Regions from separate parts of the Sus scrofa genome. Here all the other regions are linked to region 5. A link is a contact called in public Hi-C and targeted proximity ligation data. All regions are on one chromosome and are shown on one strand. The core of a region is the stretch at or near the end of the contact, and the rest is flanking DNA. Distances in the headings are between cores, read along the strand shown. Region 1 overlaps BABAM2 (BRCA1-A complex subunit BRE). Region 2 overlaps BABAM2 (BRCA1-A complex subunit BRE). Region 3 overlaps BABAM2 (BRCA1-A complex subunit BRE). Region 4 overlaps BABAM2 (BRCA1-A complex subunit BRE). Region 5 has its middle 36 kb from the start of SUPT7L. Region 6 overlaps BABAM2 (BRCA1-A complex subunit BRE).

The links. A called contact is a pair of places that touch in the nucleus more often than the background predicts.
Region 1: a contact with region 5 is called in a targeted proximity ligation map of alveolar macrophages. A contact is called at or near these places in 1 of 47 Hi-C or Micro-C datasets (fetal heart ventricle) and 2 of 2 datasets of targeted methods (alveolar macrophages and skeletal muscle).
Region 2: a contact with region 5 is called in a targeted proximity ligation map of alveolar macrophages. A contact is called at or near these places in 3 of 47 Hi-C or Micro-C datasets (embryonic fibroblasts, retroperitoneal adipose tissue and subcutaneous adipose tissue) and 2 of 2 datasets of targeted methods (alveolar macrophages and skeletal muscle).
Region 3: a contact with region 5 is called in a targeted proximity ligation map of alveolar macrophages. A contact is called at or near these places in 1 of 47 Hi-C or Micro-C datasets (embryonic fibroblasts) and 1 of 2 datasets of targeted methods (alveolar macrophages).
Region 4: a contact with region 5 is called in a Hi-C map of embryonic fibroblasts, with 2.7 times the contacts expected there. A contact is called at or near these places in 2 of 47 Hi-C or Micro-C datasets (embryonic fibroblasts and subcutaneous adipose tissue) and 1 of 2 datasets of targeted methods (alveolar macrophages).
Region 6: a contact with region 5 is called in a targeted proximity ligation map of skeletal muscle, with 6 times the contacts expected there. A contact is called at or near these places in 2 of 47 Hi-C or Micro-C datasets (embryonic fibroblasts and heart right ventricle) and 1 of 2 datasets of targeted methods (skeletal muscle).

Annotation. Positions count from the first base shown.
Region 1 is chr3:111,004,986-111,009,495 of Sscrofa11.1, forward strand. The region is part of intron 7 of BABAM2 (BRCA1-A complex subunit BRE); the gene reads right to left. Among named protein-coding and RNA genes, the nearest start is that of FOSL2, 160 kb to the left of the region's middle.
Region 2 is chr3:111,119,753-111,124,105 of Sscrofa11.1, forward strand. The region is part of intron 6 of BABAM2 (BRCA1-A complex subunit BRE); the gene reads right to left. Among named protein-coding and RNA genes, the nearest start is that of BABAM2, 210 kb to the right of the region's middle.
Region 3 is chr3:111,228,100-111,232,626 of Sscrofa11.1, forward strand. All of the region lies in intron 4 of BABAM2 (BRCA1-A complex subunit BRE), which reads right to left. Among named protein-coding and RNA genes, the nearest start is that of BABAM2, 98 kb to the right of the region's middle.
Region 4 is chr3:111,145,750-111,150,292 of Sscrofa11.1, forward strand. All of the region lies in intron 6 of BABAM2 (BRCA1-A complex subunit BRE), which reads right to left. Among named protein-coding and RNA genes, the nearest start is that of BABAM2, 180 kb to the right of the region's middle.
Region 5 is chr3:111,493,337-111,498,126 of Sscrofa11.1, forward strand. No RefSeq gene overlaps it. Among named protein-coding and RNA genes, the nearest start is that of SUPT7L, 36 kb to the right of the region's middle.
Region 6 is chr3:111,064,796-111,069,654 of Sscrofa11.1, forward strand. All of the region lies in intron 7 of BABAM2 (BRCA1-A complex subunit BRE), which reads right to left. Among named protein-coding and RNA genes, the nearest start is that of FOSL2, 220 kb to the left of the region's middle.

The sequences.
Region 1 (4,510 bases), core at 361-2,860, 490 kb before region 5:
AGGAATGGCTTTATTGCTCAGCTACTGCACACACAGAGGTTATTTGTCCTAGGAATTGACTTTTGAACCATATTTATTGGAAAAAACCCAATACATATATATATAAATATATATAAAACCATTATACTGGACACTTTAAATAGCCCATGTTTTTATTTTTCGATTATATTTCAATAAAATTGGGGGAAAAAAAAATCAGTGCATACCATAGCTCTCCTACACTAAAGCCACAAGCTTTTTTTTTTTTGCTTTTTTTAGGGTTGAATCTGTGGCATATGGAAGTTCCCAGGCTAGGGGTGGAATCGGAGCTCCAGGCTCCAGGTGCTGGCCTACACCACGGCCACAGCAACACCGGATTCGAGCCCTGTCTGCCACCTACACCGCAGCTCGGGGCAACGCCAGCTCCTTAACCCACTGAGCGAGGCCAGGGATTGAACCTGAGACCTCATGGATACTAGTCAGTTACTGGTGTAGCCACAACGGGAGCTCCCCACGAGCATTTCTCCCACACCTCCTTTCTCCTCACTGCACGCAGATTTTAATGGTCAACAGAAGATGCGAAGAATAAAAAAAATCCTTCTGCCTGACCAGGGTAGAGAAGTGTATCGACCTGGCTCCTGACTCGCAGTATTTATAAAGGCTCAGCCCCTTAATGGACAGCAGGAGGCAACCTCACCTACACACCACTGGTCTCTGCTCAAAGCCTGTGGGTAGCTGGAGCTTGGCTTGCGCACACACAAAAATGAAAAGATACCAGAAGATGCGATTGGCCAGGCTACTAGTACAGAGCACTTTATAATTTGTTTCCAAAGTGCCCTCATTTGGATTTTTACGGCAGCCCTACGTAGTAGGTAACGAGTGTTAACATACTCATTGCAGCGATGGGAAGACTGAGGCTTGAGATGGATGACTTACCCAAGGTTTAAGCCTGTTAAAAACTCAGATACCCAGGGCTGCACCCCGGAGAAGCTGATTTATATTAAGCTCAGCGGGTCTGAGGGGTGACCTGGTTCCCGAGTGGAGGCGAGTGCGGGTGGGTGGTCCTCACACCTGCTGTGCACGGCATCCGGAAGGTGCACAACAGGATGGGGGGCGGGGGCGGTGGTAAAACCACATTTGCCTCCCATCCCTGAGGCATCGGGTCACTGACTGTCTGAAGGGTGCTGTGGACGAAAGGAGATGACGAAAACACAGACGTGCCCTTAAGGAGCTCAAGGCCCGGCGTGGGAGACGTTTCAAGAAACAACTAGAAAAAAGGTGATCACTGCTGAATGTGCACATGGGAAGATGAAGCAGATCGCATGCGGGTAACCCGAAGGCAAGGCAAGGGAGCAGGCCAGTCAGGACTGCAGCGGGGAGTAAGGAGGACACAAGAGACTCTTCGACGAGGCAAGGCACGGGGTCTGTGGTTAGGAGCTCTGTGGGCAGCAGACCAGGGGGCCTGGGCCACACTGGGCAGCGTTCTGCCCCCCTGAGAAAAGCCCATGTCATACTTCAGGTGGCCCAGTGTGTCTCCAGGTCACAGGGCATCTGCCTGGGGAAGGACGAAGGAGATCTGAGGGTCCGGCCTGATGCAGGTCAAGGGTGGAGTGGGCGGGACAGGAAGTTCAAGTCAAAGGAGAAGTTCTGTGCCGTCATAGCCAGCGAGCTGTCCTGGAGCGACGGCAAAGGCTGGGGTTTGAGCCTGAACCTCGGCCAGTTTCATTACTTAACATCCCTCTTTTATACCCACACCTTCTAAACTTACACTGCAGCTCAGACCTTCCCTGAACTCAGGACGCACAGAGTCAGCTGCCTACTCAACGCCTCCGCTTGGATGCCTGCTCAGCGGCTCCACGTGGACGCCTGAAATGTGCTCCCAAGTGAGCCGCTCCCAAGCAAACCGCCTGCAAAACCGACTGCTCTCGCTCTCATCCCACTTCAGCCAACAGAGGCTCCAAGCGGAAGCTTCTCTTTTCTTTTTTCTCCCCCCTTTTAGGGCTGCACACTGCAGCATAGGGAAGTTCCTGGGCTAGGGGTCGAATCGGAGCTGCAGCTGAGGGCTACACCAGGGCCACAGCCACTCAGGATCCGAGCCGCATCTGTGGCCTATACCGTAGCTTGTGGCAATGCTGGATCCTTAACCCACTGAGTGAGGCCAGGGATCCAACTCACATCTTCATGGATACTAGTTGGTTTTTTAACCCGCTGAGCCACAACGGGAGCTCCTGAAAGCTTCCTCGGAGCCAGACCAATCAAGTGTAACTTCTCATCTAGATTCTCACCCCTGCGGATAAGCTGGGGCTGCTCCACCTCAGAGCACTGACTCAGCTCTTCTGCTGTTCCTCTGTCTGCAGCTCTCTTCCCAGGCATCTGCAGGGCTTGCTTTTTTTTTTTTTTTTTTCCGGTCTTTTGTCTTTTTAGGGCCTCACCCGTGGCGTATGGAGGTTCCCGGGCTAGGAGTCTAATTGGAGCTGTAGCCACTGGCCACAGCCACAGCCACAGCAACTCGGGGATCCGAGCCATGTCTGCAACCTACACCACAGCTCATGGCAACGCTGGATCCTCAACCCACTGAGCAAGGCCAGGGATCGAACCCGCAACCTCATGGTTCCTAGTCGGATTCGTTAACCACTGAGCCACAATGGGAACTCCAGGGCTCACTTCTTCATCTGCTTCAGGTCTTCCTCAAATACCACCTTCTCAGGAAGGCCTCCTCAACAACCTATTTACAATAACCCGCCTCCTTTCCCAGTAGCCCCGCCTCTTTGTTTTACTTTTTTACGGCCTGTTATCTCCACATAACATCCAGCATATTGTATTTGTTTATTGTCTTCCTCTACCCCCCTCATCACCCTTTACGAGATTCTAAACTCCTCCAGAATGGGGAGTTCTGTCCGTTCTGTTTACTGCTAGAACACCACAAATAAGAACAAGGCCAAGTTCATCAATAGGCACTCGATACATATTTGTGGTATTAAAGCTGAATGGATAAATAAAATACGAGAGTCAAATTTCCAAAATGCACATTAGCAGTCAGTAAATGTATCTTTTCTGAAGCAGTCACTATGAAAAAGAAGGTTTTCAGGCTCTAGGACAAGGTCTGGCAAACTTTTGCAGTAATGGCCCAGGCAGTCAATATTGTTCTTGTGCAGCCGTAAGGTTTCAGTGGAAACGCCTCCGCTCTGATGCCGCAGCAGGAAAGCAGCCATAGACAATATGTACATGAGAATGCACGGCTGTGTTCCCATAAAATGTTATTTATGGACGCTGAAGTGAATTTCACATAATTTTTACAAGTCACAGATTATTAGGCTTTAAATGTTTTCCTAATCATTTAAAAATTGTAAAGAATATCATTCTTAGCTCACAGACTATACAGAGCAGGCTGCAGGCTGGATCCGGCCAGTGGGCTGTAGTTTACCGACTCTTGATCTAGGATTAGAGGATCACTTGACAGTTCCCCAGAGGCTGGAAGGTAGGAAAAATATTCAGGAAGAAACAAAAGCCAAAAGACCCAGATTAGATTAACCAAAATGAAAAGCAGGCCCTTTGGTCAACCCTCTTAGCAACTCCATTTGATCAGCAGGTAAAGCACAAAAATCAGCCTTTTCCAGGCCAAAGGGTGGGGTGAACGACTAGGCAGCTCGTGGACTGTGGGAGTTCTCAGAATGATATTGGATTAGAGCTGTGCAAGAGCGAGCTATTTATACGATTTCAAATGACGCTTGAGGCATATTCTGGTGCTTTTACTTCTATGCTAGGTGAAAATGCTGCCTACAAAAGCCTTCCTCCCACCCAAAATACTAGCTGTTCGTTGGTGACTGAACCTCAGAAATATTAAGATGAATCATATCTGCTCTTTTCACAGTGCAAGAAGAGATAATTTTAAAACTCAGAAAATGTCTCAAACCACACAATAGAAAAGCTGCCCAGCCTGAATGTTGTAAATAAATAAGAGCCCAGTCCTACATGGACACCTTCCTCGCTTAGATTCCAAGGCAGTGTCCTAGGACCTGACTCCAGGTCGGCTGGTGTTAAAAACGTGTCGGTTCTGAGCATCTGAGGATGGAAGGCAGCCTCTGCTGCCCAGCCCTCTTCCCCGGGGCCCTCCCAGGTTAGCTCTGCTGTGCCTGGTAGCCCACAGCACTCAGCCTGGACTTTCTCAAGCTGCTCTTCTTCTCACCTGCAGGCAGCTCGCGGCGCCCCATTTACCGCGCTGGGCCTGGGCTGGCCTGAAAGGCGCCAGCGGACGGCCGCTCAGTCTTTCCCCAGGCCCAGGACAAGGACACCATGCGTTCTGCTTCCCGCTGCTCTGCTCGGAGAGGCAGGTATTTTTGCTTTGATCCCTAAGCCCTGTTTTCTTTCTCTTATTACTAAACAGTTCCCTCCCCATCTCCCTGCCCCCCCACCCCGCTCTCTTTTTTTTTTTTTTTTTTGCAACTTCATCATTTTTCCACATTGCACTGGTTGGCACAGGCGAAGGAGGGAACCACATCAAATAAAGGAATGTAACCACAAAAGCTGCCTT
Region 2 (4,353 bases), core at 24-2,523, 370 kb before region 5:
GCCGCAGGTGCACCCCTAAAAAAAAGAAAGAGAGAAAATGAAATATTTGTACAGTTTCAAAGGACCTCCCCACAAAATACTCATCATTTACAAAAAGAAAAAGAGTTACCTATAGTGGAGAACCTTACAGACATCACTTTCTACAAGTGACCGGGGTGAACACATGAGGGCAAATGGACAGGCTGTGCCACTGGAGAGCGGGCAGCGAGAACTCCAGCCACAGATACATAAACGGAATCCCATCACCATGGACCATCAGACAACCCACATGGAGAGAGACTTTTAAAAACTGGCCCATATTCTCCAAATTTGCTGTGAATGGCAAGGAAAAACTGAGGAAGATGAATTCATTAATTAAAGATTAAAGAGGCAGGACAACTGGGCATAATCCATGATTCTAACTGGAATTCTGCTATTAGAAAATCATTAGGACAACTGGTGAAATTTTAATGAGATTTGGATGGTGGTAGGACATCAATGTTAATTTCCTGATCTTTATGACTATACGTAATTGCGTCCTTATTTCCTAAAACACACTGACATATATGATAATAAAGGGCATCATGGCACAACTCACTTTCAAATGGCTAAAAAAAATGCTTTGTACTGTTCTTACATTTCTATTATAAATTTGAGATTGTTTCAAAATTTCAAAAACACTAAAAGATGATAAAATCCAGATCAGTACTTATAAAAGCACTGTTCCTTAGGAGCGAATAGAAAGAGAGAAGTAGGAATTTTAAAACAGAAACACATTACACCCGCCTTAAAGTTTTATGGTACACATTTATGCTTAATTGCATAATAAAACATGTGTAATTCTCAAATCATAAGATGGGTGAGGTAATTGCCCAAATACTGCCATTTTCCCCAAATTGAGGAATCTTTTTGCCAGGTTTGGGTATAGCTGTCTACCTGGAATGGCTGACCTCCTCCCGACCCTGGAGTCAAGATCTGATGATGCCTAGCAGTCAAACAGGGGTTGGCAGTGCCTCTTCTAGAAAGCTGCTTAGCAAAGCTGGTTTCTGTCTGGGGGGGGTCACACATTGCACCTCAACTTGTACCACCAACAACCCTTTAAGAGAGATACTGTGACCTCTGTTTTTGCAAATTTAAAAATTTCGCAAAAAGATTAAGAAAAAAAAATGTGCAAAATCTTCTAGCAGGTGAAGCATCAGGAAAGAAATGCGGTCTTCTCTAATTGAGAGCCCGGGCCTTTCCCACCATAATCCAGTACTTGCTACGTGCAAGGCACCATGCTTTCGCCGTGGGAGAGACAAGATGAGTAAGACACGCTGTCATGGGACTAACCACTTCTGCTTTCTCCCCTTTAGGCTACAGTCAGAATCTTCTGTCTCTTACATCTGCCATGGCTCTCCCACATCCCAGTTATCAGCAGTGGGAGAATGCAGACACACTGTTTATTCTATCTTTTCCATCCCTGCAGAGATGTGACAGTAATTCTGAAGATGTGCAAATGCACCTTGAAATATAAAGGCCAGAAATGCTCTCTTACTGTCCTGTGTTAAAGGAGTTTTTTGAGTATATGATGACCATCTAATCAGCTGAAAATGGAGAGGACAAAATGACATAGAAGAGGTAGAAAGAAAACAGTATTACTTCTGAGTCATTTGATGTGGATAAGAAAGCCAAAGACCAACCCAGGAAACGTCCGGCGTTCTGGATAAGTAACCTGCTTACTCCCAAACTCTGAATGTTTCACTTGGGAGGCTAGGTCACCTAAGAAGCTTTCATGAATCAGAACCCGGCCCCTGTCTGGAGCGACGGGACTGTTGCTCTCAAAGAAGAAGCAATGGGATCTTGAATTCTTCAATTATCGCTGTGAAGATTATGGGACTCTTCTCACTTCAGTGATGGTTAAAAAGAAACTGACTGGAGATGAAAGCAGGAGGAGGACAGTAACATGGCACTTGACCAAGTTAATAACGGACCCCCTCTACCAAGCACGTGATACAAAATCTGATAGGTTTAACACCATTGCTGTAATCCCGATGTATCCACATGGAACACTAGAGATGGATCTTGGTAGACTTTCGAGAAGCTTGCGTGTACGGAGTAAATTTCCCCACAAAACAAATATTCTCAAATTCAAGAAGTCATGTCAGGAATGATAGAATTATTTTCAAAGTGCTATGGAGAAGAAAAAAAGGAACCCTCCCCATCAAACAATAGAAAACTATAGGCTTGTTTATAGGTTATTCAAATTAACAAATTTAGAAATGATTTTAATAGGGGAACATATAAGAAAACTCCAGGCTGTTTTTTCTCGTCATTAGTACCACGTCGGGCAAGTCAGTGGCTTTGGTCTACCTCCAATGGTCTCCCTTGAAAACACCAACGGACGGAGTCTATTCCTGGAATTGCTCTAACCTCCCCTGGTATTTCATCCTTTCACACAAAGTAATGCACGGGGCACGGGGGTAACATGTGAAACGAGTTCAAAGATCCCAAAGTGGAAGACATTGTTTTCTTGCATCCTACCTACTGTAACTGAAAACTGGGAATTTACTGGAAGTGAGGATTTATTATGAGTCAGATGGTTGATAGCCTTTCCAACCAAAACATCTGCTCTACAAAGGCCCAACTGCTACAATCCATTTCCTCTTGGATCTGGAGGATGACCAAGTTGTAGCCTAGCCCTCTCCTTAAAGACGCAGGGACTTCAAATGAGGACTGACATAAAAGCGGACCTCTATGTCACCTTCCAGCTGCCACTGTGTTCTTTGATGGCGTTCAAAATACAATGAAATATGAGGGAGTAACATCATTTTTGAACATTAAAGAACTGCAGTCAGCTCAGTGCAAAAACCAAGAACTTTCTCGTTCGAATTGACAGCAGCACAGCTGAAGCCAATCCTTTCTTTGGTATCTGAAGACCAAGAAGGGACCCGTCTTACCTAAACACAGTGGGAAAAGGGTTTTGTTATGTATTTGTTCACTCAACAAATATTTACCGAACACGTCTATGTTTCAGGCACTATTCTAAGAACAAGTGGGGAACAAGCTGGACAATGGCCCACTTCTTGGAGCTGACCTTTCAACAGGGGATAACAAATAAACAAGCAGGTCAATTCATAAACAGGCTTCAAAGCACTACACCCTTCCAAAAGTCTATTTGTTGCAACGGGCACTAAGATATTTTTCCAGCAGCTATAAGGAGGAAGATAGTTTTCAGGGACCATACCTTAGAGCAGTGGTTCAAATTCTGGTTCTTGTTTAAAAACATTCCCGGACCGTACCCCCTGGTGATTATATATGTGTGGTTGGGCCCAGGACATCTGGACTTTTTTTTCTTTTTTCTTTTTTTTCCATCTTACCGAGAGATTAAACTGCCCATCCAGGTTTGGGGTCTCCTGGCCTGGAGGACTGACCTCCAAACATTTCAAATCATAATCTATGAGCAAAACATGTTTGGGCTCCATCAGTATGTCTTACATATATTTGCTCATGAGCTTATACGTGAACTGCTGCGCTCATCCCATGATGAACATCATAAAGCGTCTACGAACAGTAGAAATTCCAGTAGCATGAGATAAAAAGAAATATAAACAAACACTTTGTCCCCAGTCTGGGTGGCTGCCTACACAGACTGTAGCCGATGACATGCCACACCCCACAAGCCCACAGGTTGCTCACACAGACCAGGGAGCAGCGCAAGCCGGGGCGGGAAGCTCTCGATGCACAGCCTGAGAAGGCAAATGCTATCCCAGCCCTCACTCTGTTCACAAACCTACACAGATACCCCTGTTAGCACAGGTGAGAGAAGCAGGCAGAGGAGCATGAGAATTATCATTTCAGGAGTTCCCGTCGTGGCGCAGTGGTTAACGAATCCAACTAGGAACCATGAGGTGGCGGGTTCGGTCCCTGGCCTTGCTCAGTGGGTTAGGGACCCGGCGTTGCCGTGAGCTGTGGTGTAGATTGCAAACGCAGCTCGGATCCCACATTGCTGTGGCTCTGGTGTAGGCTGGTGGCTACAGCTCTGATTCGACCCCTAGCCTGGGAACCTCCATGTGCCGTGGGAGCGGCCCTAGAAAAGGCAAAAAGACAAAAAAAAAAAAAAAAAAAAAGAATTATCATTTCAGTGGCAGGAATGCAGGAGACCCTGCCTCACTCCACCTGCCAACACATACCCACCAGTTCTTGCTGACATACACTAAGGATGGAAAAACCAGACTTGACAAACACATACCCTCCATCCTGGGTTCAGCAGCTGTAACCCTGTTGCGCCAGCTGTTTCCATCCCGTGTGGATGTGTGTGTGCAAGTCAGATCCCAGGCCATGTGACAGAGCAGAGGGAGCACGGGCTTCGGGGTTAGAGAGGCTCGGGGCTCC
Region 3 (4,527 bases), core at 1,807-4,306, 260 kb before region 5:
GCCTCAGGGGACCATAAAGGCACAACAGTCACCGCTTCATCAAAACTCCTGTACCACTCATGCGGCACTTAGCAATATTCACTTCTTCAAGAAAAAAGCCCTTAGTGTTAACTTACCAAGCGCCTATACCACAAATAAGTGTTAGGGGAATAAAAGATGAGTAAGACATGGTCTCTGCCTTCCAGGTGCTCTCAGAAGGGCAGAGGAGACAAAAATGCAAACAAACAGCTACTGGACAAAATAGTACTGCCACAGGGGTGTGCATAATGTGACATGACGCTACAGTGCAATATGCTGCCACATTTCTCTTTTATGTTTCAGTTTGTTCCTCCAATGAAACCAAAGTCCTCTTCAAAGGTAGGGTTCTTCATCTCCACTCGATGCTGTATCTATGTCAGCCAAAAACCAATTTGGATCTTGTTCCACTAAAACCGTAATTTCACCTTATTTTCTTAAGAGAAATGTGGGCAGAATCCCTGTTCGGAGACATGAGACTTACAACAATGAATTAATAAACTTTTTAAAGCTATTATTATCGCCAATGACTAGATATTAGGAATGCATCTATTATTCCGATTTCACTTTGTTAACAGCCTTAAGTGAAGCTCATTGTTTTCAATAAAAAAACAAACTTGAAAAAAGAAAAAGGAATAGTCGGAGTTCCATTGCGGTGCAGGAGAAACCAATCCGACTAGGAACCATGAGGTTGCGGGTTCAATCCCTGGGCCTTGCTCAGTGGGTTAAGGATTCAGCGTTGCCGTGAGCTGTGGTGTCAGTCACAGACACAGCTCGGATCTGGCGCTGCTGTGGCTGTGGTGTAGGCTGGCAGAACAGCTCCAATTAGACCCCTAGCCTGGAACCTCCATAGGCCGTGGGTGTGGCCCTCAAAAGACAGAAGACAAAAAAAAAAAAGAAAAGAAAAAGAATCATTTGAGCTATACCTTTTATTTTCCTGGGAGGCACTAAGCATTAGGGACAGGTAAAAACAATAGAAGCCAATTTTTTTAAAATGCTTCAGGAGTTCCCTGGTGGCTCTGCAGGCTAAGGATCCAGTGTTGGCACCACTGTGGCTCTGGTTACTGCTGTGGCATGGGCTTGAGCCCTGCCTGGGAACTTCCACATGCCACAGGCATGGCTAAATAAAAAAATAATTCAAGATGCTTCAGATGAATTCTTAGTGTCAAAGGAAAAATGCTAACAATAATATGTAAAGTAAAAAAAATTACTCAAAACTATAAAGGACAGATATGCATGTGACAAATATACAGAAAAATACTGGGAGTAAAATACACTAAAATGTTAATAATATTCATCTCTAAATTGTGCGGGATTAAGGATTTGTTTCTCTTGGTACTTATCTGTATTTTAGGTTGTCACTAATAAAAATACATTATGATAATTTAAAGATCCAATTATTTGAGGAGCGTGCTGGAGAGGAAGAAAAGTGATAAAGGGAGGACAACAAAGAGAGATGACCAACCAAGGACAATACTCATCTTCAAAACTGATCATTAAATAACTCCTCCGAATACATGATTTTTGAGCGGAAATGCTTCACACACAATTCAGTACCTCATTTTCCCAAAAAGTTCTTACAAATTCAATTGAGTAAATCAAAACTGGCAACATCTGCTAAATTTACACTTGCCACTGAATTTCAAAAAATAGCTTGGTTTGCCTTTTCATTTGTCTTGTGAGAGGGAACATTTTAAATGCACCTTGTTTGTACTTCCAAGATGTTCTGTTTTTCTACAACTGTGCTTTTAAAGCCTTGTTTACAACACATGCCGTCAAAATTATACAGGTGTATGCAAATGCATGTATATTAATACTCCTCTCCGTCATCCACCATTGGTTAGAGTAGCAATGAGCCAGGCTGGGACCTGCGACCTAGGACCCTTTGCTGCAGGACTTGCACCCAGACAAACATCTCTTCAAGCAACAAAATACAAAGAAATTATAAGGGACTAAAATAACTGTGTGCATGCATAGTTGGGTCAAATTATGGACAATAAGACAACAAAAATCCTAAAAAAACCAACTGCTCCCTCTGAAGAGCGGAGAGCAAAGCAGGGTACTACACATGCCCCCTACACACACCACCACCAAAGGGGTGGGCAAACTACCTAAGCCACCTCTCTGGCCTGACCCCTGGACTCGCCCCTACCCTCACCCCATGTAAGGAACCAGTTGCCCCCCAACACTGTCAGGGTGTAAACAAGCAAAGGAACCTGTTGCTTGTTTTCACCCCCGCCCTGCCACAGCAAGGGCCCCAATAAAGCTTGCCTGAATTGCCTGGCCAGCCTCTTATCAATTACAGTTACTGAAGGAAGGCCAGAACCCAGGGCCGTAATACTACAACTGTGCTTTTATGCACATGTATTAACAGTCCTCTCCTGAATCACCTACCATGTGGGCCAGGGAGTTCGCCCTGCAGCATAAACCCGTGAGAAATGCACCCTTACAGTCACTGAGACATGCGGAACAATCACAGCAGCACCATTCACAACAGCAAACAAAAAATAAAATAAAAGAAAGAAAATCCAAACACTGACCAGCACTAGAACGGAAAAATGAACCATGGTATTCTCACGCAATGGCACACTGTAAGCAGTGAGTGTACAGCAACAACACACTACACGGGTGAAGCTCTCAGACAAGTGCTGAGTGAAGGAAGTCAGACACACACGACTACAGGCTATTTGATGCCATTTGCAGAGAGATCCAGAAGAGGCAAAGTTCATAACGGTGATAGAGGCAGCAGAGCATTTATTCTGGGCAAGAAGGTCACAGTGATGGGAGGGGGCAGGAGTCGGGCTTCTGGAAGCTGGATACCTTCCGCCTCTGGATCTTCAGGGTGCCAGTTACGTGATGTGCTCATTTCTGGAAATTTGCCACACTCTATACTCCTGACCTGAACACTCTTCTGCAGATACATTATTCTTCAACAAGTTATATTTCGACATTATATTAATATTTGTTTCCAAGGCCCTGACACCTGCTATGCTTGGCTCTGGTGAGCTGCTCCTCCCACACCTTCCCACAGCACCTGAGCCCACACCGACCACTACTCCTGCTCACATCACCTGAGGCTGTAGCTCTGCTCGTCTATTGTCTTGAGCATTCTGTCCAGCCTGAGGGTGAGAGAGGAGTCCTTGATAGGTCTCAGATGAGACACTTGAAAGATGCAGAGCATTCTTTTTCAAAACATGCTCCAGGCCGTGGCCACGGAAGTGCCCAGGAGCAGGGGCATCGCGCATCTGGATGGCATTTTTCAGCAGTGGGCCACGCAGTCTATCTCAGCTTAGTGCTTGCTTTACAGACACCTCAACCCTCTTCTCTTCAGCACACAAGATGTGAACACTCTTCTGCATGGACACATTCAAAAGACGTCTTTCTTTAGGGAGCGCAGAGAAGAGGAGGGGAGGAGAATGATGAGGTGTTAGTACCGTGTTTCTTTCTACGCTTCCCTTGCACACCAGCAGAACAGGGTCAGCGAAGGAATTACACAACCAGTGGGTGGTGCCCGACCCTGAAGGTGCTTGTCCCAAACGCAAAGCTGTCCTCACCTTCTTCGAACCAGGAAGCCAGAGAGCAGTGGTTTCCGACCATGCTACGAATTACGACATGTTCTTCTCATTGAAGCATATGACCCGCCCTTCCTCCTTTCTGCAATTGTATTTTAAATCGAAGTGAATTATCAGTATTACATTGGGGGAAAACAATTTCACAATACCCTTTGAGGTAGCTGAACACACCCCAGGGTGTTGCAACAGCGAGGCTGAAAAATCACTGCTTCGGAGTTTCTGTTAACTGATTTTTATTCCCCGAAGTTCTCTAAACTGATCTATCTTCCATTTTGAAATGTTCATTTAAAACATTTTCTGGGGGTTCCCGTAATGCTCAGCGGTTAACAAAGCCCACTAGGTAGTACCCATGAGGACGGGGGTTCGATCCCTGGCCTCGCTCAGTGGGTTAAGGAACCGGTGTTGCCATGAGCTGTGGTGTAGGTCACAGACACGGCTCAGATCCTGCATTGCTGTGGCTGTGGTGTAGGCTGGCAGCTTCAGCTCCGATTCAACCCCTAGCCTGGGAACCTCCATCTGCCATGAGTGCAGCCCTAAAAAGACCAATCAATCAATCAATAAAACATTTTCTGGTCTTGGAAACTAACAAGTCCCTTAGGGAATGCAGAACCTGAAGGGTAAACTGTTCACCTAACAGATCCGTGGTGTGCTCCTCGACACACTAGGCACTCTTCTAGATACTGCGGTACAGCAGTGAACAAAACAAACTCCATCGTCTGGGCTAGTGAATAAACAAAGGTGATCACGTATCCCAGTTTGCCTGGGACTGTCCCGGCTCAGCAGTGAACATACGAAATCCCAGAAAACCCCTCACCTCCAGGCAAGAAAGAGCAGTTGGTCCCGTAGCAGAAACGGAGAGCTAATAAATAAGCAGCCCTAAATGCATCAGAGGGTGATAAAGTGTAATGAAGAAAATCAAGGATAAAGGTGAGAAAGGAAT
Region 4 (4,543 bases), core at 227-2,726, 350 kb before region 5:
TTGCTGTTCTTAACCACTAACAGAACTCAGACGGTATAAAATGTTCCCTCTTCTCCTATGTCTGCTCTCCACTCTTTTATCTTTAAAACATTTCTTTTTAAAGCCATGCAATACCAACCACATCAGAGAACTAACACCATATATTTGCCCTGCACTGTCTTCCCAGGAATGCAAGGCTTCTAAAGCCGAAAAACACACTACGCTAAAGAACAGTTGCTCTTCATGTTCAAATTACTGATATCAGAGTGAATGGCTTGGTTTTTTTTTTTCTCCCCCCACAACAATGTACCACAGTCACATCACAGCCACACCATGAAATCTTAGGCAGCTCTCACTGTTTACCTTAATTTTGATACATACTACAGAATGTTTAAAAAATAAACTGCATGTAAACATATCTTTAGAAAAGCATCTGATAAAACAAATTCCTATGCCTTTTAGGTAGCTGTATCATCTCCACATCCAGAGAATGAGGCAGGTTTAGTCTACTGAAAGATACTGGTTCCGAAACAAACTAAAGAAACCACGGATTCTCCTAATTTGGCATAAAAACACATTGACAGTCATTTCTGTTCAGCAACCTAAATTCTCTTGGGGATGAAATGAAGGAAGTGGTAATAAAAGAAAAGGGGAGTTCCCATTGTGGCTCAGCAGGTTAAGAACCTGACATAGTGTCTCTGAGGCTGCGGGTTCGATCACTGGCCTCGCTTAGTGGGTTAAGGATCCAGCATTGCCGTGAGTTTGGCATAGGTCACAGATGCGCTTAGATCTGGTGTGCTATGACTGGCGCATGGGCTGCCAGCTGCAGCTCTATTTGACACTAGCCTAGGAACCTCATATGCTGCAGGTATGGCCATTAATGAAGGAAAAAAAAAAAAAAAAAGTAGGACTAGCCTGGCACTAAAAATGTGAGAGGGAGAGGTCGCTGGTAGCGCTGCAGGTTAAGGATCCAGCATTGTCACTGCTATGGCTTGGGTGGCTGCTGTGGCACAGGTTTGATCCCTGGCCCAGGAACTTGCACGATGCCGAAGAACAAACAAACAAATAAAACCCAAAGCCTAAGACGGGCCCAGTGTAAATGAGGCTGCTGGAAAACGTGGGCTCTGTAAGCTGGTCTCAAATCCAGCGCTCAGGCAGACGGACGGTACTGAGGGCTGCGTGGCGATGGTCTGCAAGGGCTGAGGCAACACCGAATACACTAAAAGGGACAGTTTCTGTACCGGGTAATTTGCCTCACAGAAAACAACTGCTCAACACAATGGACACTCCTCTGGGCTTAGCCACAGACTGGCAATTAGGGAAGCGTGGTTCTAGCCTGTCTTCACCAATTATCTGCACCACAGACTTGTGACAAGTTCCTCTTCCAGAGAGAGGAAGCTACGACCCATCCAGCCGGGCTCAGAGGGATGTGCGAAGAGGCACAGAAAGGTCCCCGGCCCACCCGTCCAGGGGAAGGTGCTGTGCGGGTAGGCAGAAGGGACCCGGGCTGGAATCCGCAGCTTCCTCACCAGCCCCTGAGTCTGTGTGGCCACAGTGCTTGTCCCAGCCCTCTGCTCTCACGACGATATAAGATTGTTTTTTAGGCTCATTATTGCTTCACACACTGCCTGCTAGGAAGGAAATATTTCTATGCAATAAAAATTCTTTTGGTGTTTTTTACTCCCTTCTCATCCATGCAAAACAGGAAAGCATGACACATTGCCTTTTATGGTTACAAAAGATCCAGGCTAAGGTTCTTAATGTTCTTAGACAATTGTACTCATAATATGACCACAACACTTTCCTAACTTAACACTGTTTGAAGAGGAAAAGATGCCTTACATACTCCAAGCATAACAGATCTCCAGGGAAGACACAGCCTGACAAATGTCTACTAAATCCAGTCCCAGTCAATCAAATAGAGAGTTTATTGAAATAATGAAATTAACATGCTTGTAGAGGGCTACTAAAAATAAGACTGCCAAGGTAGTTTTAGGTGGTTTTAAAAGCATTGTTCTTCTGTTTGAACCATGCTCTGAATTGTGTGGTCTACAGGGCACTGAAAACCAAGGGCATGGTTGGGTCTCTCATAACAGCAGTACCTGTTTATACTGTTATTCAACAACCATCCCCACAAAGAGTGCTGGAAAAACTAGATACACACAGGTGAAAGAATGAAGTTGAATCCCTCCTTACCAAACGCCATATACAAAAATTAACTCAAAATGAAAAATTAACCTATGTCTAAGACCTAAAACAATAAAAACTCTTAGAAGAAAACATAGGACAAAAGCTTCACATTGGATTTGCCAATGATTTCTTGGATATGACACCAAAGGCAGAGGTAACAAAAGAAAGACCAGATCAATTTGACTTCATGAAAAATTGAAAATTTTGTGCATTAAAAAGATAGTATCAACTGAGTAACAAGGCAATTTACAGATCGGGAGAAAACAAATCATTACCTGATGGATGAATGTCAAGAATACATAGAGAACTCCAAAACTCAACAACACGAAACCCAAATAACCCATTTCAAAAGTGGGCAAAGGATTTAAACAGGTATTTCTCCAAAGAAGATGCATGAGCGACTGATAAGCAAAATCAAATCAGAACAATGAGATACCACCTCCCAGCCATTAGGACGACTACTCCCCAAAAAACCAGAAGACAACAAGTGTTGGCAAGGATATGGAGAAATTGAAGCCCTGTGCACTGCAGGTAGGAACGTAAAATAGTAAAGCTGCTGTGGAAACAGGATGACGGTTCCTCAAAAGAGTAAACAGAGAATTACCACATGAGGAGTTCCCGTCGTGGCTCAGCAGAAACGAATCCGTCTAGTAACCATGGGATTGCGAGTTCGATCCCTGGCCTTGCTCAGTGGGTTAAGGATCCATTGTGGCCATGAGCTGTGGTGTAGGTCACAGATGCGGCTTGGGTCCCGAGTTGCTGTGGCTGTGGTGGAGGCTGGCGGCTACAGCTCCGATTCGACCCCTAGCCTGGGAACTTCCATATGCTGCGGGTGCAGCCCTCAAAGGCAAAAAAATTTAAAAATTAAAAAAAAAAAAAAGAATGACCAAATGATCCAGCAACTCCACTTTCTGGTATAGATCCAAAAGAATTGAAAGCAGCGTCCTGAAGAGGTGTTTGTACACCTATTTTCACAGCAGCCGTTATTCACAATAGCTAAAATATGGAAGCAAGCCAAGTATCCATTGACAGCTGAGTGGATAAGAAAATGTGGTCTATACATACACTGGAATATCACTCAGCCTTAAAAAGGAAGGAAATTCTGCAATATGCGACAACATAGATGAACCTTGAGGACATTATGCCAAGTAAATAAGCCAGTTACAAAAGGACAAATATTATGTGATTCCACTTACATGTGGTACTGAGATTAGTCAAAACCATACAGACAGGAAGTATGTTTGGGATTTCCGGGGTCTGCAGGGAGGGGAGAATGGGAAATTATTGTTTAGTGGGTATAGAATTTCAGCTGTACAACTTGAAAAGAGTTATGAAGATGGATTGTAGTGATAGTTGCCTGACAATATAAATATATTTAGGCCACTGAACTGATGCTATTTTAAAATGATTATGATGGTAAATTCTGTGAGATAGACAGATAGATATCTCAACACACACATAGAGCCATCAGCTGATAGATGGCTCATCTAAAGCTGTGCCATCTCTTCCACTATTTTCTGGAGATTTTTTTTCCCCTCTTAGATGACCAAAAAGTTTATTGATTTTTCTGCCTCACACAAGCAGTGTGCCCACAGACAAATCTACATTACTGAGATCAAATTTATTTTTGTTAATGTTCTAATACTGCTTTCATTTTAAAATATACAAGCCCTTAACCATTTTTAAATGCTGTATGGTACAGTTATTTTTAAAATAAGCATCACAGAATTCTAAGGCTGAACCTCAGAGAGTATGCAGTCTAATTCTGGAATTAGCGATAAGAAGGCTGAAACTCAGAGAGGTTTCTTAACTGCCCCAGAGCCACACCACTGATTAAGGACAAATAAGATGAAAGGCAGCCAATGTGAACTACTGTGAAAAATCTAATCTAAAATTGTGAACTGCTAAAAAGTTATTCATTTTATAAAAGGCCTGGTTGAAGAGGTCCTTAAATAGTGAGCTCCTTTTTAAAACTCACGGTGCAAAATAAATGTACATTAAAGGAACAGAAATATACCTACAGTATAAAGCTAACTATGAGACTAGATTCATGACTGATTTTTAGGTAATGTATTTATAAAACAGCATGAAATAACTTTACTGTTTATAGTGCTACCAATAAAACATTAAGATAATTCTGCCTTCTTCAAAAAGGGTTCACTTGTAAGTACCATCTTTAATTTGAAGTAAAGGTGGGTGGATTTCATTTTATTGATTGAAACACTGTCAAAGCCACTAGAAGATAAACTGTTAACTTTTTGTTAACTGGGTCACTTTGCTGTACAGAAGAAATTTGCAGAACATTGTAAATCAACTATAATAAAAAAAAACTAAAAAAAATAAAATACAAAATAAAAACAGTGCTTCTACTTAC
Region 5 (4,790 bases), core at 1,370-3,869:
GTATAAACATGTACAAATACATGCAAGCAGAAAGAAAGCATCAAAACAAATGCAGCAAAATGTTTGCGCCTGCTGAATTTGAGTGAAGCGTACACAGGAGTCCTTTGTACTAGTCCTGCAGCCTTTTGGTAAGCTGAAATTATTTCAAAAGAAAAAGGAAAAAAAGAAGAAAAAGCCTGAGCCAGGGTTAGTTAGAGCCAGTTGGAGCCAGGCACAGAGCCTCTCGGCATTTGGCCTGTAGCGTGAAGCACAGAGAGTCCTGACTTGAAGATGAGGTTCAAACCCTGCCCTGCCAACTGCCAGATACTTACCATCCCTGGATGTCTGTCTCTTCACTCCAAAATGTAGATAATGCTAATAACATCTCTCCGTTAGGGTTGCCAAGAGGACGAAATGAGGCAGTCAGTGTGAAAACACAGCACAGGCCAAAATATTCGCGTATTCTACAAGGATGAGCTGCTACGCGTCCAGAGGTGGAAAACGCAAACAGAATTCTTGCCCTCAGGTAGGCTGATACTCAGATCAGAAAGGTGGAAGATAACTGACTAAATGAAGGGCAGAACATAATTCCAAGCTGTTATAGATTCTAGGAGGGTGACAGAGTGTGGCCGGAGAGCCGGCGAGGGATGGGCAAGCCTACCACTCACAGGGTGGTCAGGGAAAGCCAGACTGAGGAAATGCCATCCAAGCTGAGCTTGAAACACAAGAAGGCAGGAGGAATTGGCGGTGTAGGTGGTGGGAACAGCAGGAGCAAAGGTCCTGAGGTGGCTGAGAACTTGGCATATACAAGAAATGTGACCTTCTCTCCTCAGCTAGAGCATTTACAGCTCCTAGTGCGTTCCTTGAGGGAAGAGCCGCACAGCACCCCGCACAGACTGGGCACTGGTCCGATGAATGAATAAGCAAACAGGTGTCCTTTGGTTTCAGTATTTGCCTCTACATCTCCCCTCTCCCCGCCCTTAGCTGCACTGTGGAGTGAAAAGGAAGGAGGCTGCTCAACTGGAGGCTCTGGAGTTTTCCTCTCTGTGGGCAAATTGCTTAGATCACAGAGCCACAAGGACCCCAAAGTCCCACACTCCCACCTGTCACAGTCAAAGGAAGAGCCTCGGGACAGACTTGCCAGAACCCATGGACCTGGTTGGATGGGGGCCCACGTCTAGTGCTTTCCTAGCCCTGAAGCCTGCCTTGTTTATTTGTTCAACAGGTTTGTTCAGCCATGGCACAGCCTGTTCTGACTCTGGAACATTTACAAGATGAGCCAAAAAATCACAAAAAAATGGTTTGCTCTCGGAGCTAAAGGGCGGGGCAGCCAGGGTGGGAGACTAACTTTTTGGCTTGTCCTTTGCGATCTTTTTCCCTCCTGCCCTCAGGAACCAAAGGGACTTTAATGGGGTTTCCTGCCTCAGTCTTTCCAGAACCAGCATGTGACCAGACTAGAACATTCACCTGTAAGACTCCTGGTTCTCAGCTGCACCCTCATCAGCTCTGTTCCAAACCCCAGCTTCCACCCTCTGAGTTCAAGCCACAGCCTGATCCACCTGACCAGCCCGGGTATGGAGGCACTGGGCCCAGCACCTGGATCCTTCTGCCCCCTCTGCCTGCAGTAATCTTTCTCCCTGATTGTGAGCTCCTGTTTGTCCTTCAAAACCCAGGTGTCATGTCACCACCTCTATCTAAAACCTTGAATGGACTCCCCAGGGAGTCTGCCGGCTACTTTTTAAAAATTTAAAGAGCCCAACCAGGATAATCAGGATAGCTACAATGCTAAATTTTGTTGCTTTTGTCAGACTGGATACTAGCTCAGTATAGCCCTGTTAGTTATTGTTGAGCAGAAGTACTTATCTGCAGTTACATAAATATCTGGCTACAAAAAACTTGGAAAGGACCCCCGTAAAAATGCAATTTGTCTGGCTGACAACATAATTTATTTACACCTTAATTATTCATTAATTAAGGATGGCAGAAGGGCTGGGGTAAGGATGACAAAAGGAATCCCAGTGGTAAAAAGGTGACTCTGAGATCCTACATAGCCTTTGGGTGCAGGTGCTGGCTGTCTCATTTCCCCAAAAGGCTTAGTACACAGTAGGTGCTCAGAAAGTCCTCATTGAATATTGTGTGTGAAGATGTAGGAGTATGTGAGGATGATGACACTGGGGTCGCTGAAGCTACTGTCCACCCCAGTTGGCTGTCCCATAGGCACTAGATTCGGAACAACTCAAAGCTGTCCTCCCTGGGCTCTTTATCCTCAACCGGGAGACATGCCAGTGCCTTGCACGCACCCAAGTAGCACTAAGGCTGGTCAGGACTTGGGGACAGGGCTGTGTATTCCGGAGCCCCTCCAGGGAGCAGGGGTAACAGCCTGGATTCCAACACCCACGGCAGCCCCCCTGCCCCTTTGCTCCAGGCAGCTCCGCAAGAAGCCTCGTCTGGCCAGCTGTGGGAGGTGCCATTCTCTTTCATTGCCAAGATTAGCTCAGACCTTAAAAATCACAGCCTGGCGCCTGCTCTTCTCATGACAAGGGAAAGAGTAGATGTCAGAAGCCTCCTTAGGTATCTGGAAGAGAACAGCTCCCTCCGCTCCCTCCCTTCCTTGTATGAGGTCATTGAACCAGGATGACAAAGCAAACAGTGATGTGTTGGGACTTGTTCCCGGACTCATTCCAGGGTTTCTCCAGCCCCTCCCTCCTCCTCCTCCTCCTCGCAGAATGGCAGACCCAGGTGTGGACAACAAACTGAACTGGATTTGGTCCTGGGGATCTGGGAGACAGACCCTAGTTGGGAGGCATCCTCTGTGATGGTGAAGAGGTCCCGAAAGACCCTGGTGGAAGTGGGAATGGGAGTATTAGCTCCAGTGGACACCTGCACAGTCCTCCAGGCTTCCGTGTGCTTTCATGTATTCTCACATGTGTTAAGGGGGGCAAGAATTCTTTTCTGACTTTACAGATGCGAAAACTGAGACTTGTGTATAGTCAGCAACTTAATCAGGGTTACATGGCTTGGGTGACAGAGCCAGACTTCAGATTAGTTTTGTGACTCTAGTTACAACACCTTCCCACCTCACCACAGTTCCTTCAACTTCACTCATTGGTACACCTCCTTTACACTTGGTACCGTGTTGCAGGCCACCGTGCATTATTGGCTTCATGTTCTTCTTCAAATAAACTCACTTTAAAAATTGACCTCAGGGGGGAAAAAAAAAAAAAGAAAAAGAAAAAAGAAAGGAGCTCCCTGGTGCTCAGTGGGTTAAGGATCTGGCATTGTCACTGCTGCGGCTCTGGTATAGCTGTGGCGCAGGTTTGATCCCTGGCTCTGAAGCGGAACTTCCACATGCCAAAAGTGTGGCAAAAAAAAAAAAAAAAAAATTTTTTTCACCACATTCTACACCATACATATACATGTGTGTACGTAAGTATATATTCCTATACGTAACTGCTAAAATTAGATATTTTTTCATTCTCCTCCCCTAAAGGCAATTCCCATAAGGCTGCGCAATTTGAGAAACTGCCCAAATGTCCCCCGCCCTCGCGGCATTGCTAACGATAGATCTTTATAGGCTGGTAGCCAAGTGGCTGCCCTTGTTGAAATGCTCTGCCAGTAGGATCACTCAGGGCTGCCACTGTCATTGTTAGGGCTGTGCCTCCAAATCACAGAATTACTGAATCAGGAGGGATAAGAGAGAGATCATGGAATCCAACTCCTAAAGGGCAGAACCTTATACAGCACACCCACTCAGAGCCCTCAAGATTAAGGGAGCACCATTCCAAGACAAAAAGAGGAACCAGATGTAGTCTTTGCTCCAGAAACTCGCAAAGCTTACAAACATAAACTACTGAAAACTAGAAGGAATAAGCAGAGGATCTGGAATCGTGGTTCCACCATGAACTTGGCATGCCTTTGAGCAAGTCTCTTCCGGTTTCTGAGCCTCAGTTTCCTTAAACAGAGGTGATAGTGTCTCCTCTTTTTACCTTTTAAGTCTGATAAATAAAAATTCAGAGTTTGGAAATGAGTGATATATCAAAATATCAATCAAATTAGATACAATTTTTGTCAATTGTTCCTCAATAAAGACAGCGCGGGGGGGGGAGACAAGTGTGAAAAATTCTCTGTAAGACAGTGTGTAAGTAATAGATAGGCAATGCCTAAACTCCTCCATAAAATATTTGCATTATAACTAGAGAAAGACTTTCTCCAGGTGGAACTAAGCACCAGAAACAGGCTGAGAAGACACTGGTGACCTGACCCAGCTTGCTGCCCCAAACCCTTTCAGAATCCTGATTTTGAGAGAGTTCAGGATCTGATTGTTACTCTTGCTTTGCTTTGAAACGCTCGTCTACTGGCTTTGAGCCCCACCTGCAAATTGCTGCATAGTGATGGGTCTTTACTGCCCTCTTGTGGTCACTTCTTGCCACAGTTGCACTGACTTTTGAAGCGGTGTGCGTGACAGCCAGAGGAAACCAGAGCCAAGCCTCACGATCAAGATTTTCCAGAGCCAGCAGAGGACTTAAAGCCCAAATTAAAACCATCTGCTGGAATCCAGAGCTTCTTGACGGGAAGGGGTAGTTTCGCTTGATTTTGCCCCAAGTAGGATAGGAATCCAAGCCTCTGCCTGCACTAACCCTGTTAAGACGGTTATCGCCTAGACTGTCCAGCTTGTCTGGAACAAATTCTGGAAATGAAAGCAGCTCAAAGGTCCCTTCTCCGCCCCCAAAACCCAAGGGTAGAAAGGTCCAGGACTAGAACTTGCCCTCCAACCCTCACCCCTGTAAAGCAACAGTTAACAGAGCACCTAT
Region 6 (4,859 bases), core at 1,371-3,870, 430 kb before region 5:
TCTTGGATGGGGCCAAAAAAGTCTTTCCAAGTATTAATATAAGTCCTCTTTTAGTGAGATAAATAGACGAATTTGGCTCTGACATTTACTAGCGGTATGGTCTTAGGAAAATTATTAACATCTCCAAGACTCTTGTTTCATCATCAGGAACAAGAAAGGTATTAGCAGTACCCACCATGGGAGGGGGTAGAAATGCAAGTTAAATCAGACAGTGCAGGAAAAACACTTAGTGTCTGAACATAATAACAATTTTTAAATAATTTAATAAATTATTTAATAATTTAATTTAAAATAATTTAATTCATTAATTTAGTAATAATTAATTTAAAATTTTAATAATTTAATTTTAAAATAATAATTTTTCTCAATTTTATAGGTACCATAGATTAACTACTTTGGAATATACAGAGTAACTAAGTCTCAGCCAACAAAGTGGTGTCTTACCAAAGAGACTTAACATACTGCTTTAATGAACAGACTAAAATGACCTGGCATTAAATACACAGATTATAATGGTCCCTCAGCAACTGTCAAAGGTTGGTTCCAGAACCCCAGCAGATACCAAAATCCACGGATGCTCAAGCCCCATATATAAAATCATGTAGTATTTGCATATAACCTATACACATCCTCCCATATACTTCTTTTTTTTTCTCTTTTTAGGGCCGCACCCGTGGCATATGGAAGTTCCCCGGCTAGGGGTCGAATCAGAGCTACAGCTGCCCCCTACACCACAGCTCACAGCAACACCAGATCCCCGATCCAATGAGTGAGACCAGGGATTGAACCTACATCTTTGTGCATACTAGTCGGATTTGCTTCTGTCATGCCACAACGGGAACTCCCCTCCCATATGCTTTAAATCATCTCTAGATTACCTATAATACCTAATACAAAGTAAATGCTATGTAAATATTTGCCTAAGTACAGTAGATTCAGGTTTTGCTTTTCGGGACTTTCTGAAATTTCTTTTTTCCGTGAATATTTCCATCTGTGGTTGGTTAAATCCACAGATGCAGAATTTGCAGACATGGAGGGCCAACTGTACTTACAAATAAATATATCTCTGAAATCCTTAAGGATCCTTTGTTAAGCTACTGAAATGTCCTCTATGAAACCGTTTCACTTGTCATTGGCTCAAACAATAGAACGTTTCTCATCATTCTGGAGGCTAGAAGTCCAAAATCGAGGTGTTGGCAGGGTTGGGTTTTTTCTGAGACCTCTTTCGCGGGCTTGTAGATGGCTTTCTTCTCTGTTTCTTCCCTCTGCGTGTGTCTGTGGCCCAATTTCATCCTTTTATAAGGACACCCATCATCTGGATTAGGGCCCACACGAATAATGACCTCACTTTAATAATTAACTCTCTAAAAATCCTATTTCCAAATATGGTCACATTTTGCCAGACCAGGAGTGGGGAGAGGTTAGGGCTTCAACACATGCATTTGGCTGGACCCCCATTCAGCCCAGAACGCTGAGGATGTATTTTCTCTGCTTCAGAGCCTTTCCTGCCCCACCCCCATTTTCTATATGACATGTTGTACATTTTCAAATGCGGCGTGTAAAATGACCTTCCCAACCTGGCTGCCTATTTTTTCCAGCTCCATCTCCTGTCGCTCCTGGTTCTGTTCGCTAGACGCTGACCCCACCAAATCAATCATCACTTCCCAAACATCCTCTCTCCCCGCTCCTAGTCTCTGGATTTACTGCTCGCTGTGGAGAACACTCTCCCGTGGCAGGTATTCATTCTGTAAAGCTATTTTTGTTGCCTGAGGCAGAGCCAAGGCATCCCCCTCCTCAAAGAAGCTGGAACGCTCTGCTATTATGGCACGTATCACCCTGACTGGCAATTCAATTCTGTACGTGTCTTTTTCTACCAGTATATTGGGGATTCCTTGAAGGCGAAGCCCTTGCCTCATCACTGATTCTGCTGCACCCACTGCGGACCTGGAGCACAACAGAAGCTACAAAAAAATCTCTCTCGAGTGAAGAAAATGGATAAATAGAGGAAAATATGCACAAACCAATGAAGGAGAAAAGGGTTTAATTTCCCTTTTAATGCCTAGGATAGTGGTACGGTATTCACCAAACTTAATATGTACTTAATATATGGACTGTTGAGTAAAACACCGACTGAGCCACTGAAGAGAACTCGAAACAATACAGGGATCTGGATAAATTTACTTTAAGAAAAGTTATGAAAGCTGATCGTCTTCGGGGTAAAAAGGAAATGGATTTTAAAAAGCCTATAAACTTCAGGGAAGAAGCGCCAAGATACATGTGACAAGGCAATCTGAGCTGCACTCAGATCCAAGAACAAAGGGTTCCCGGTTTAAGCTATGGAAGGGTCTGTTCCCAAAAGCAGCTGGGCAGAATTTCCTCACGCGAACAGTTCTTAATGTATGGGAAAAAGAGAAGAGCAAAACAAAACAAGCAAAGGCAGCAAAAGGGCATAATTAGTGTAAACAGTGTTGGTTGTTTTTTTTTTTTTTTTAAATGCATTGGACCAACCCCAAGAAGAATGTTGTGGGAGAAACATCTGTTCATTCGGAACATGACAGAACCCTTGACAGGCTCTGTGGCCTGTGCGTGTCCTTATGTGCCCGAGGTTTATATTTGTGCTCCCTCTGCTCAGACAGCACTGACAGTGGCCCAGAAAGAGGCCTGTTCCAGGCCAGGACAGCCTCCCCTGCCTCCAGTTAGGGCTGCGGGGGCAGCTCTCACTCAGTTGTGTTTGACACGGCAAAAACCACGCAGAAGGGAAGAGCAAACTCCAACTGTATGTCCTCCCGGGACTGCCTTGCTCTAGTTGCACGAGTTCCCACCAGCACTGTACTTTTACTGCGTGCATGGCAGTGACTGGTCATGGAGTTCCCTGATGGCCTAGCGGTTAAGGATCCAGCATCGTCACTGCTGTGGCTCAGGTCAATGCCGAGGTGTGGGTTCAACCCCAGTCCAGGAACTTCCACTAACGTGGGTATGGCCAAAAAGGGAAGGAAAAAGAAAAGAAAAGATTTCTGAAAGTGACCAGTCACGGGATATTTAGGGGGATTCGCATTTGTTTTCCATCCCTCTGGCCCCTGGTCTCAAGATACTAAGTGTGATCAGTTGAAAGAGTCTGTTTCCTCGTGCCAGATGTGCCCCTTGTAATCAATCACCGAATCTAGGAATTTCTGGGAAGAAGAGGGGTCCATGGAAAAATTCTTCTCCCATCTCCGGGATCACCTGTTAGCTTCTGCCTCCCCAGCTGAGTAGAGGTGAGTAGAGGCGGGCCTAGCGGTGAGATGAGCTTAGAACACTCTAGCCATCTGCAGTAGGCAGTGCCCTGAGGGCAGCACCCCCAAGGGGCAGGTGACGCTGGATCGCCTCACCTTAGAGCCTTGGGCCACGTGGGTCCCTCCTGCAGCCTCTGACCCGGTTCCACCAGCCCAGCCCATCTTACCCAAGTGGCACTCTTAGGAGGACACTGTGTCATGACAGGGTCAGACTTCGCCTCACCCTTCACCTTTCTTCTGGCTGTGCTCAAAACTTCTCTCGCTCTGCCATCTGCTTTACTTCCCGTTTCTCTTTCTAAGGCCTAGGGAGCAGGCCTTTTTATTATTCTTATTTTATTCTTATTTATTTTAAAATTATTCTCCTTCACCACGGCATGAGTGCCTAAATCTGGCACGTTACTACGTCCCAGGCAGGGGAGACTGCCTTACGCTTCTTTCTTAGACCTTTGCTCTTGGCTCCGTGTTATCTACACAAGGAGTTTAAGTTGTGATATCAGTGGTGTCCTGGTCATCAGTCACATGGGATTTCTTTTCAGATCCTTTTTCTGTGACCTGCTTCAAAGTCCAGGAAAAGAGCCCCCCGCCCCACACCCCAGAGGCATGGAGCTCTCTGCAGCTCTAAAGCCTCTCAGGAGAGTCAGCTACTGATTCATACAATGCAAGAGGCCACACTGAACCGAATTATTTTGAAAGTGGCCATTTGGGGCTGTAAAGAAAACCAATTCTAAACTTTACCGGAGTCCACCTACTGAGCGGGCTGGAACAAGCACTAGAGCTCAGAGCTTCACATTCAGAAGAAGGTCATGGAGAAAGCAGAGTAGCTGCATGCAGGGAAGGCGTGTGGGGAAGAGCAAGGATTTCACCAGGGGGAAAATGCCAGAAGCCGGCCTCCGAACATCTTGTCTTTAGGGCACCCCACTCTTATCTGTCCACACATGATACAGAATGTTTTTCAATAAAGATATTTGGTACCAGTTTTGATTGTCTATAGACTTGTGATTGAAAAACCAATTTAATCTCATGGATTGGATGGTTACTCCATAGTTTAATTTTATCTGAAGGGGAAAAAAAAAAAAAAAAAGCTGACATCTAGCAGTTCAACAAGTCTTTGTCACCAGAGGCCTGTGACACAAATCTCGATATTTTATGGGAACATGTATAGCTTTTCTTCATTTGTGGCTATAATTGCTGCTGGAGAAGCCCCAACATGTAAAGGTTGATGCTTCCGAATGTGCTGAAAGATGTTGGAACTAAACCATGCAGTGACAGCTATCAAAATGTCACCAGTGCAGTGTCATATTCAGTCAAAATGCTTCAGAATGCAAATGTTCAGCTCACACTGTTCTGGCTGTGGAAGGAAGAGGATTACCTGGCTGGCCGGTGGGGACCACGAAATCAGTTGCTGTGCATGGGTAGCTCTCAGCAAGGGACCCGGCACAGAGGGGGCTGCACCAGACGAGCTTTCCCGCATGGGGTGCCTCCTGTGTGTGGCTGTGTGTGTGCCAGACACTACGCTCAGTGCTTTGCACATTTTAACTCAATCCTTACAACTGCCCTCATGCCCACTTCACAGGTGACAAAACTGAC